3 separate regions of the Rattus norvegicus genome follow, and all the other regions are linked to region 2. A link is a contact called in public Hi-C data. All regions are on one chromosome and are shown on one strand. Each heading gives the region's core, a stretch centred on a gene start, on an enhancer-like site or on the middle of the called end of the contact. The rest is flanking DNA. Distances are from core to core; before and after follow the strand shown.

Region 1 (3,463 bases), core at 530-3,029, 400 kb before region 2:
TTCTTCAGCAAATGTTTTAGCGAGGTAAAGGTGTCACTGCCTGGTTGTGAAAGTGGGGTCCCCGGTTAGGTAAATGCAGTGAGGCAGTGATTTCTACCCAGGGATCTGAGAGAATTTATCCTTCAGAAAACAAGTGGTCTTAGAAGACAGCAGCAGGCAAGGAGGCTGCCCTTCAGCATAGAGAAGTGGCAGTGCCGACTGAGTGGATAAAAAGCCTGTTTCTAGATAATCAGAGTAGCACGTCTTGTAAACTATCAATTATCCCTGTGATGTGACAATAAAGACATTTCCCCCTTACTTCCCTGCCTCACGTTCAGGTGCCACAGGCTTAGATGACTTAGCTGTCATCGGCAGACCTAGCTGTCCGAAAGCTTTTAAATGGAAGAGTCAAAGTCCAGAGAAATTTATTGTCTTAGTTGTCTTTGTGAATCAAAACACCTAAAAAATCAGATATTAAACTAAAAAAAATTGTTCGTGTGCACGTATTTTCTGGGGGTCAGAGAACAACTTGTGAGAGTCAGTTCCTCCTTTTATCATGTAGCTTCCAGGGTCCAAACACAGGCCTTCAGGCTTGGCTACAAGTGCATTTAGCTCAGTGGTTCTCAATTTTGCATCGTGACCCCCTTGGGGGGGGTCACATATCAGGTATCCTGCATATCAGATATTTACAATTCATAACAGTAGCAAAATTTCGGTTATGGAGTAGCAACGAAAATAATTTTATGGCTGGGGGTCACCACAATATGAGGAACTGTGTCAAAGGGTCAAGCATTAGGAAGGGTGAGAACCACTGATTTAGCTGCTAAGCCATCTCGCTGGCCCCAATTCAAGTATTTTCCCCTTGTGTTAACATTGGACTGCGAGTGCCTGATCAGTCATTTTATTTTCCCAAGTCAAAACCAGAATTATGTAGCAGAGAGTAGAGAGGGCAGAATTCTGTTACCCAGGAAGGACGAGGGGTGACTCACTGGCTGCCTGATCGTACAAAGATCGCGTGGAACTTTGGTGAAAACAGAGTTGGGTTCTCTGCATGTGCAGAGAATTTTCCAAAGCACAGACGCTTTCCTCCGCAGCTGGGACTGCTGCCTGGCATGTCCACCTCCTCTCCATGCTCTGCAGAGAGCATGTAGCAGTGACATAGCCCATGACCTGGACTTCAAGGCTCACACTGAGTGAACGAATGCTTCTTAGGCAAGACAGAGAAGAGTCTTACACACAGTGTTTCTCTTTCAAGAGTTTCCCTGAGGTAAAAAGGTCCCCTTGGTTCTGGGCCATACATAAGTGTCCCCAAGGACACCAGAGTAAAAGAGACATAGCTGTTCAACACTTGGTGGAGATGGTAATGTGTAATTAATTATAAGCATAGATTTTCCTATTGTACCATGTCAGAAGCAAAAGCTGACTCATTTTTTTTCTGATTACTGTTTCAGTGTTTTCATTAGGGGGTTGTATAAAGGTTTCTTTTCTTTTTCTTCTTTTCAAGCAGAGCCTCACAGTGCAGGCAGGCCATGAACCATGAATTCACTATGTGTTTGAACTCCTGCTATTACTGCCTCTAGTTCCCAAAGTCCTGAGACTTCCCACCTTAGCGCATGGGCTTCTTTTTGTTGTTGTTGTTGTTGTTGTTAAGATTTATTTTTAAATGGATGTGCATATGCTTATGTGGGTGTATATACACGAATACTGGTGCCAGTGAAGGCCAGAGGCGTTTCTTTCCTCTGGAGCTGGAATCACAGGCCACTGTGAGCTGAGGGCTGAACTCTGGTTCTCTGTAAAAGCAGTATATACTCTCAAACCATGAGTCATCTCTCCAGTCCCTACGTTTGATATATGATCTTTATAAAGAGAGCTTTGTACTTGTTACTTCAATTACAGAAAATGAAACTGCGTCAGAGCTAAGATAAAATTTTATCTGTCAAATAAGAGTTCTAAAACTGCCTTGGATTTAAGTTACTTAGAGGTTTCTGCTCAGGTGTGTAATTTATCAATGATAAGTTCGACTAATTCAGAAAATGCATGTGTGGAGGTTCAAGCCTGACAACAATATTTAAACACTATTATTCCTGCCAACGTGCTGTTCCATTAGAATATTTTAATTTTCTGGCGACTGGATAAGCCTTAACTTCCCCACAAATATGTCAGCCCTACAAATATGTCAGCCCTACAAATATGTCAGCCCTACAAATATGTCAGCCCTACAAATATGTCAGCCCTACAAATATGTCAGCCCTACAAATATGTCAGCCCTACAAATATTTCCCCTACAAATATTTCAGACTGTGCTGACCTTTCATTTATCTGTTTTTCAAGGTGGGTTTGTTCAATTATAACTTAGCTCATAGATAACCCATCAAACATCTCTAGGGGCATTTAAAACTCTTGGTGGAAACAAACAAACAAACAAACAAAAAAAAACCCCAACCTGTGAAGTTCAAGCAATAACAAGTATCATCTTAACCATGGGGTGGGGTGGGTGAGCTCAGGAACCTATCAGAAGATTAAGCTTTGTAGGTTTTCGTTTGACACGTGTATTAACAGAGTGGGGTGGGGAGCTTTCCAGAGAAATCACGAATGAGACCCTGCAACAGGGACATTTCTATGCCATTAAGGTTTCTCATAAGTGCTTTTCTTTGTCACAAACTGAGTTGTACACACAAGCCTAACAATCAGAAAAACACAAGAGTATGTTCTTAATCGTACTTGTCTAAAACAGTTTTCTACCTCCAAACCTGGAAATAAAGTTGACACTTTGAACGGATGCCATACTTCTCCTTGGCACACAATGGGGGACTGCCTTGGTGAGGGCAGAGTGCTATGCCTCCTCCAAAGGCTGTCTGGGGAGGGGCGCCTCCCCTCATGAGCCCCAACTTAATTGTGAGCACCTTGAGTCGAGGCACAAGAGACAGAAATCTGAGCCACACCATGCCTTCAAATTAGAACCCATGCTGTAACATTGAAAATGCCTTTGTATAATATTAGACCCAGATCTTTGAGAATAGGTCAGACCTGCAGTGATTTAAATTTGGTCTAAAAAGGGCATTACTTGAAAGTTTTTTTCTGAGGCATAAAAACCTCTTCTCTGAGACAATACACTTATTATTGCTTTTAGAGATGCTACATTTAAATACAGGCGAGGGTACACTGAACTGATAGCATAACTGTGATCCTTAACTGTGACCTTAAGAAAAACTGTATTTCCCTTGCCTCTGTTTCCTCATTTGCAAAGTAATGAAGATTTTGGAGGGGTTATTGTGTGAGTATGACTGGCATATGAAAGCCATATTATAAATGTTAATTGCCAATATGGATTATCATTTACTTATTATATAGCTCATACTTTTTTCAGAAAAACCACCAGCGTATTCCTAACACATTTCGTTTGAAAATGAAATCTAAAAAGACATCATTTAGAAGAAAAAGGCTAAGAACACATACAGTAGTACACATGTATAATGCTAGCACT
Region 2 (3,479 bases), core at 649-3,148:
TCTAGATAAGTGGACTTACAGAGATTTCTCTTTCAACAGTAGAGTTGAAGCAGGACTTGTTTGTGCTGATGGAAATAATTTATTCAAGAAACATAGAAACCTGAATGGGGCAGAGGTGGCGACTCAGACGAATGGCTGGATTCTGCATCCTTTGAAGGTCAGAACCAGTGATTGGGTGTGGATCTATATAGCTATTGAGAAAATCAATTGTTAGCACACATCTATTGTCCTAGCAGTTCTGACAGTGCAGAAAAACTGTATCCAACCTACTTGTGCCTTTCCTGTCTTGAAATGAGAAAGCAGGAACATCCTTTGGTTTAAACAGTTATCAGGAAACTTAATTTTGCAGTTAAAAATAGTTGGTCTTCTAATCTATATCAGGATTTCTTTATTTTCTGATTTGCCCTCTTTCCTAGTTCCTGAGTTTTATTCATTTCCTAATTCTAACAGATATACATGCCACTTTGTTTCCTACCCTACCTCTGTCCCAGACAGTTCAGCCTTTTCCCCTTCTTTTAAAGCTAATACTCAATAAAAGGATATTGTTTTTAGGAAAAAAAAGAATTAAGGGTAGCTTAAAATACACTTCTGTACACTACTCATCAATTTGACTTTAAGGTGACTGGAAAATCTAACGCTAAAATAAACTATATGAAATACAGTATTGGGCTCTCGGAGAGATGGCTCAGCAGTTAAGAGCACTGACTGCTCTTCCACAGGTCCTGAGTTCAATTCCCAGCAATCACATAGTGGTACACAACCATCTGTAATGGGATCTGATGCCCTCTTCTGGTGTGTCTGAAGACAGCTACAGTGTACTTACATAAATAAAATAAATCTTAAAAAAAAAAAAAAAGAAATACAGTATTTGTTTTTAGTACTCCTGGTTAAATCTAGTCTATTAAGTAGAGGTTCAATGCAGGCGTTAATGCAAAACAACTAGGAGGACTGATGAAAGCCTAGCTTCCTTGTTTAAATGTATATTGGTAGAATTAACATTAATAAGCATTAACAAATACATTTCCCGTAATTAACATTTCTACTTCTCTTAAAAGTTATAACTTTTGGGGTTGGGGATTTAGCTCAGTGGTAGAGCGCTTGCCTAGCAAGCGTAAGGCCCTGGGTTCGGTCCCCAGCTCCGAAAAAAAGAAAAAGGAAAAAAAAAAAAAACAACAAGCAAAAGTTATAACTTTTAAAAGCTGTGTTTCTTGTGTTACCCAGATGTTGTGAGAACTTGGGTAAGCAGTGCTTGTTTGCAGTGTTTTTTCCTCAACCATACAATGTATATAGCAGCCAGTTCTTATTGCTTGGTTCCAGGACGCTTGGGGGGTTCAACACACAATTTAACAATTATTTGCTGTGAAATGGAAGATGGTAGGCCCGATGGCTAGCGGGGCACAAGAGCTCACATTGTCACTGGACCGGTTTTCAGTGGCTGCAAAAAAACAAAAAAACAAAAAACAAACAAATCGCTCCTTTGCAGCCTTTGGCCATTAATGTCGCGAGTTGACACAGGGCTGAGCCTGCGCGTACCTAGAACCCGGCGATGCTGCCTAGAATTTCCCGTTATTTTTGTTTTTTGTTTTTTCGGAGCTGGGGACCGAACCCAGGGCCTTGAGCTTGCTAGGCAAGCGCTCTACCGCTGAGCTAAATCCCCAACCCACCCGTTATCTTTTAAACACAAACAATTGCAAACTAGCTTCCGGAGGCGACTCCTATCACCTGTGTTTAATCTCACCCGCGCAGCCACTACGCTCACAATCTCCTTCCGGCCTGTAGAAGCACCACAACACACCAATGGGCTCCTTGTCTTTCTGCAACGGGGCGGGACCTCACGTCACCTCTGAGGCCTGCCCCTTACGTGACGTGCGTACGCAGACCCCTTTCCTCAGCTCGTGGCGCCCTCCGGCGGCGGCGCTCCCTCAATGCGACGGCCTGACTCTTAACACCACCCATGGAGCCGCAGGAAGAGGCGCGAACGCTCGGGGAGTCTGCGCCTCGGCCTTCTGGCGCCTGGGGATTACCGACGCCGGGTGAAGAGGAGCGGTCCGAGGGCGGTGCGCGGCTGGCGGCGCCTCCCGCGGGCGCATTGGGGGACAGCACGAGTGCAGACGGGCTGTGGGGGCTGCCGGTGGAGCACGCGGAGCGCAGGCCGGAGTGCAGCCGCTGCAGGTGAGCGCGGAGCCGGGGCGGGGCCTACGCCTGCGGGTCCCGGGAGCTGCGGCGCCCCCTGCCGGCCAGGCGGACTCCGATTGTGTCTGCCAAAGCAAGAACTTTTCAGGCAGGGCCATGATTATTTAACCCCGACTTTCTGCAAGATTTACTTTTTTAAAAATTAATTAATTAATTTATTTATTTTGAGACATGGTTTTTCTGTGTAATAGAGCCCAGGTTGTCCTGGAACAACTTGTTTGTGGATCAAAGGTGTGTGCCACCAAGCCCAGCAAGACTTAGTTCTTTTTCCAAGAAACTTCAGTCTTTCATAAAAGGAATTCTGGAGGCGTAATGGCATTAATACTTAACGATGCTTAGGTGGGCTTGTCATCATAATATCGGTTGTTGGAGAGATGGGTTGGCGGAGAGTAATAGAGCAGCCTGTGTTGAATATTTTGAATTTACTTGGCGGTATTTACTGAAAACCCGGTTTATTAGCCGAGTACTTTGGAAGTGAAGGCAGAAAGATCGGAAGTTCAAGGTCATTCTCAGATACCTAGGAAGTTAGAGGTTAGCCTGGTTGTATGAGACCCTGTTTCAAAAAAGATTTTGTTAAGCTGAAGTTCTGTGTGTCTGCTAGCTTGCTGCGTGTTCTAGGTGTTAGAAATGCAGCGAAGAATAAATGAAGCGTGGCCTCACGCCCGCTGGACACTTAGAGGCTTTTGCAGAGGCTTTTGGGTGGACAGTAACAACCAGGGCTGGCTGTTCACAGCATACCTGCTTATTCCTTTGGGGGCCACGTCAGTGCATTGGTGCGCTCAGCTGCACGTTTAATCTCAGCACTTAAGAAACATCTGGTATGTCCCTGGTTACTGTTGCCCCTTTTGTTAATTATTAAATATCGGTCAGCTTTCTCTTCTCTTGGTACCTGAGGAATTCAGCTTAGAAGGAGAAATTTTATTTGGGTTCAGGGTTTCAGAATCTGCAGCTTGGTTATATTGGGTCTGCAGTGCTGCAAAGGTCACTGTGCACAGAATCGATGAGGACTACAGAAAGGGACCCAGTGTCCCACCTGATGACCTAACTTCCTCTGCCGAGCCCACCTCTTTCAGTACTGCCATAAGACTTTGACACGGCCCTTGGTGTATGTGTGTGTACCCATTTCAGATCCCAACTAAGGCCTCTGCTTCCTTGCCTCATAGTCATTCTGCAGTTAGCTGCCTGTCGAATAATGCCCTGAAATGGCTTTTGCTTCAGCTGCCAATAACCTTCATGAGATAAAACGCAGTGGATCTTTGCCAGATTAGCTAGTAGATCAGTTCAGC
Region 3 (3,410 bases), core at 657-3,156, 340 kb before region 2:
AGCCTCTTCTCCAACTGGCTGCCCATGTAAACAAAGCTTCCGGGCAGCTCTCAGTCTTGTGAAATGAAACAAATATCCACTCTTCACCAAAGTCTGTAGGGCACACTTTCAAGAATTATTACCTTATTTTATGTGAATGGGTGGTTTTGCCTTCATGGATGACTATGTACCACGTGTGCGCAGGGGAGGTTCAGAAGACACTGTTTGAGCCCCTGGAACTCAAGTTACAGCTAGTTGTGAGCCACCATGGGGTGCTGGAAATCAAACCCAGATTCCTTTGGAAGAACAATCAATGCTCTTAACTACTGAGCCGTCTGTCCAGATCCAGGAAAATACTTTTTTGATCAAGTAGGCTATAGTTAATCAGACACTTATACAACATAAAGTCCAACATTCAACCCCCAAAACTAATAATGGTGACCTTTTTCCATTGTCTTTACACATAGGAAATCATTCTGGCCCAATGCCAAGTAACAAAACGATCAGAATTCAATTGACTGATCAGGATTTCCCTTTGCTTCTAAATGTTCTTTTAGACGGCATATTCCAATACACGGTATAGAGTAATTGTGTTTTAGAGGGGTGATGAGGGACACTGAGCTCTCAGATCCATAAGGTAAAGTTATACACAGTTAAAATTTACCTCAAACATGCCTTAAACAGTCCAGAAAATTCACCACTGCGGACATGATCTTGTATGTACACTGCTGGGAGACTCCTAACTGTGTGCCTCTCCAACTGTCAATCAGATATCCATGCTCTTCCTCCACACACAGATCAATTCAATTGCCAGCACTTTGCTTGGCCTCCCCAGCAATGAACTCTCCATTTTGCTTCTGGTCTGAACCTCAGAGTGTATTCAGTTATCATCAATAGCCACTCTTGATTTCATACAAGCAATGTAGACCTAGTTGCTCTTGATTGGGTGTTGAATGCCAGTGGCCAGGATGTCCTGTCTTTTCCATCAGGGCCAGGTGCCTCTCAGCTTCAACTGTATATCAAAGGAGCCTAGGGAGACTAAGCAAGGAAACCAGGGCTCACTCTCCGCTCTTAAGAAAGCTACGTCTTCTCACGTGCCATTTCTATTGACCTCTTTCTCCATTCTGTAGAGATATCTGTAGAGCCCCCGTCACTTACAGGAAAATGGTACAGATACCAACAGCTATGGTGTTGGTCCTTAAAGAGAGGTTGAAGGGAGGAAGGAGCTGAAGGACTGTCTGACATACAGCATGACATCCGATAGAGCAAAACGGAATGAGGTGCCATGGAAGTTCAGAGAACCTAAATCCCACCTGGGGGTGGTGTCGTCATGGAAGACCAGCCAAAAGACAGACTGGACGCAGAAGAGGTCGGGTGGTGGGGGGAGGGCCTGGGTGGTCTTAGCAACACGTGCAAAGACCCACACACTTCAGAGTGATCAGTGGGAAAGGAGGGCTTCACTGGCGAGGAAGCCACTGGTAATGCTCTGACAAAAAGGATTTTGTCACATGGCCAAAGATAGAAACCAAAGGGTCTGTGTCACAAGCCAGCTTTAAGCTAGTGGAGAAAGCATGGCAGGCCATTCATTTACAAGTTTCCCTAAAAGTGAAAGTTACAAGGCTCCATTGTTTTTTTTTTTTTTTTTTTTAAATCTGACAATCTTAGTCCAGGAGTGGGAGTGCCTTTTAAAAGAAAATATTTGAATTTCCATCGTTGTATTAATGCCAATGACAGCCACGGGAGGTGAGTGGGTGCCCTGGATCTCTACAAAAACACACTTGCAAGGATCTGCCTGGGCTCTGGCCGGAGCTGAAATAATTGAAAAAAAAGGACAAACTCAAACTCCTTCAACTTCCCTGGGTTAGTGCTGGTCCAGTAGGTCTGACCCAAGCGAGCTCCTGAGGCCTCAGCTGGCCTCTGATCGAAACAGGAAGTACTCTCATTAGAGAGGCAGTACTCAGTATGAAACTCTTGCCCTACTTCCTGTTCTACTGTGAGGCTCTTTTGAAAAAGACAGGCATTCTTTGGAGGAAGGGGCCTGGGAATTACTAACATCTGACAATAATTCACTGGTCTCGTTGTTTTTTTTGGTTTTTTTTGTTTTTGTTTTTTTCATTTGCTGCTGAGGTGAGGGCTCCGGGGCACCGAGGAAGCAGAGATGTAGAAATTAAAAGAATATGGGGAGTACTGGGTACAGAAAATAGCCATTACGGCTCCCTCCCAGGTCTGGCAGGCTAGTAATCTCACACCTCCCTAATACCAAGAACAGACAATGAGACACAGTCAACAGACAACTCACAGAGCTGGAGAGTGCAGTTCAAAAGCTTGGGGTTCCTGATCTGCAGCAATGCAAATTATTTGAGTGGCATAAGATATTCAGAACACGGGTTGGGGATTTAGCTCAGTGGTAGAGCGCTTGCCTACCAAGCGCAAGGCCCTGGGTTCGGTCCCCAGCTCCGAAAAATAGAAGAGAAAAAAAAAAAAAAGATATTCAGAACACTTTTGACTGTGATTTCCATTTCTGCCTCTCTGAATTGTTTGGGCCTCGAAAGGTCAAATATGATGTTCACAAGTTTCCTTCCCTAAGTTTCCAATTTATGGGTGAAGTTTTTGGAGGTCTTGCTTATTCCAGAGCCAGCCAATTTTGTAATCTAAGGTAGAAGCTAAAGTCAAACACAAAAAAAGAAATCTGGTATCTCTCAGCAATGACAGACAGTCAGTGGGCTTACATCCCTGACACCACACTGGCCAGGCAAGTCTTCTTCTGCTTCTAACTCCAGCGCTGCTGGTCACAACCTCTTTGGGGGTGGGGGTCACATTTCAGATATCCTGCATATTAGATATTTACATTATGGTTCATAACAGTAGCAAGGAAATGATTTTATGGTTGGGCTCACCAGGAACTGTACTAAAGGCCTCAGCACTAGGAGGGTTGAGAATCACTGACTTGCACTGTTCACCACAACCTCTGGACCGCCAGTGTCTTTCTTGGCAGTCGTTTACACTTTGGTATTTACTGTGAACCACTCGAATGCCTGTCCTAACAGCGTTCCTGCCGGGGTGAGGCTAGAGCTAGTCACTGCAGGTGAGTTGTGGTGCAATACGATTACCGATGTACAGTAAACCACAGCAGTGTGCAACAGCACTGCAATCAGACTACAAAACAGAAGTGCAAAACCACTTTGAGACTTGACAGTCCCTGGAAAATAACATGACTGACCAGGCTTTGAAACCACTTCTCCAGAGATGTACTGCTGTAGGTCACCCGCTGATCTGGGTCACCCACTGACTTAGTCTCACGGACCCTGTTCCTGTACTGCCATGGACATTTGGATGCTCCAGAATACAAACCAGTATCCTATTCTGGCTTGGCAAAGGCAGCAATTCCATTCTGTGAACTGTGGCCACATTTGTTGATATATCCGGTTTAC

Evidence for each region. Hi-C and Micro-C count contacts between places; a contact is called where the count stands out from the background.
Region 1: a Hi-C map of the Rat2 cell line shows a contact between it and region 2, with 7 times the contacts expected there. The contact joins the enhancer-like site here to the promoter of Dtwd2 in region 2. A contact is called at or near these places in 5 of 12 Hi-C or Micro-C datasets (the A7r5 cell line, the Rat2 cell line, Schwann cells and 2 more).
Region 3: a Hi-C map of Schwann cells shows a contact between it and region 2, with 5 times the contacts expected there. The contact joins the enhancer-like site here to the promoter of Dtwd2 in region 2. A contact is called at or near these places in 4 of 12 Hi-C or Micro-C datasets (the A7r5 cell line, Schwann cells, kidney and 1 more).

What each region holds. Positions count from the first base shown.
Region 1 is chr18:45,488,532-45,491,994 of GRCr8, reverse strand. No RefSeq gene overlaps it. Among named protein-coding and RNA genes, the nearest start is that of Hsd17b4, 25 kb to the left of the region's middle. Within about 2 kb of position 1,779, at least 9 of the 93 cell types and tissues checked have an H3K27ac peak or open chromatin away from gene starts, as enhancers often do. A contact at or near this core is called in the A7r5 cell line and Schwann cells, where this site is marked.
Region 2 is chr18:45,086,838-45,090,316 of GRCr8, reverse strand. It overlaps Dtwd2 (DTW domain containing 2), which reads left to right and starts at 1,898. Exons shown (of 6, transcript NM_001108431.1): 1 at 1,898-2,172. The coding sequence starts at 1,955. LOC120098148 (a long non-coding RNA gene) reads right to left here and starts at 1,722. Exons shown (of 2, transcript XR_005496167.2): 1 at 1-1,722.
Region 3 is chr18:45,428,512-45,431,921 of GRCr8, reverse strand. It overlaps a transcript of Tnfaip8 not described here. Among named protein-coding and RNA genes, the nearest start is that of Tnfaip8, 15 kb to the left of the region's middle. Within about 2 kb of position 1,906, at least 24 of the 93 cell types and tissues checked have an H3K27ac peak or open chromatin away from gene starts, as enhancers often do. A contact at or near this core is called in Schwann cells and kidney, where this site is marked.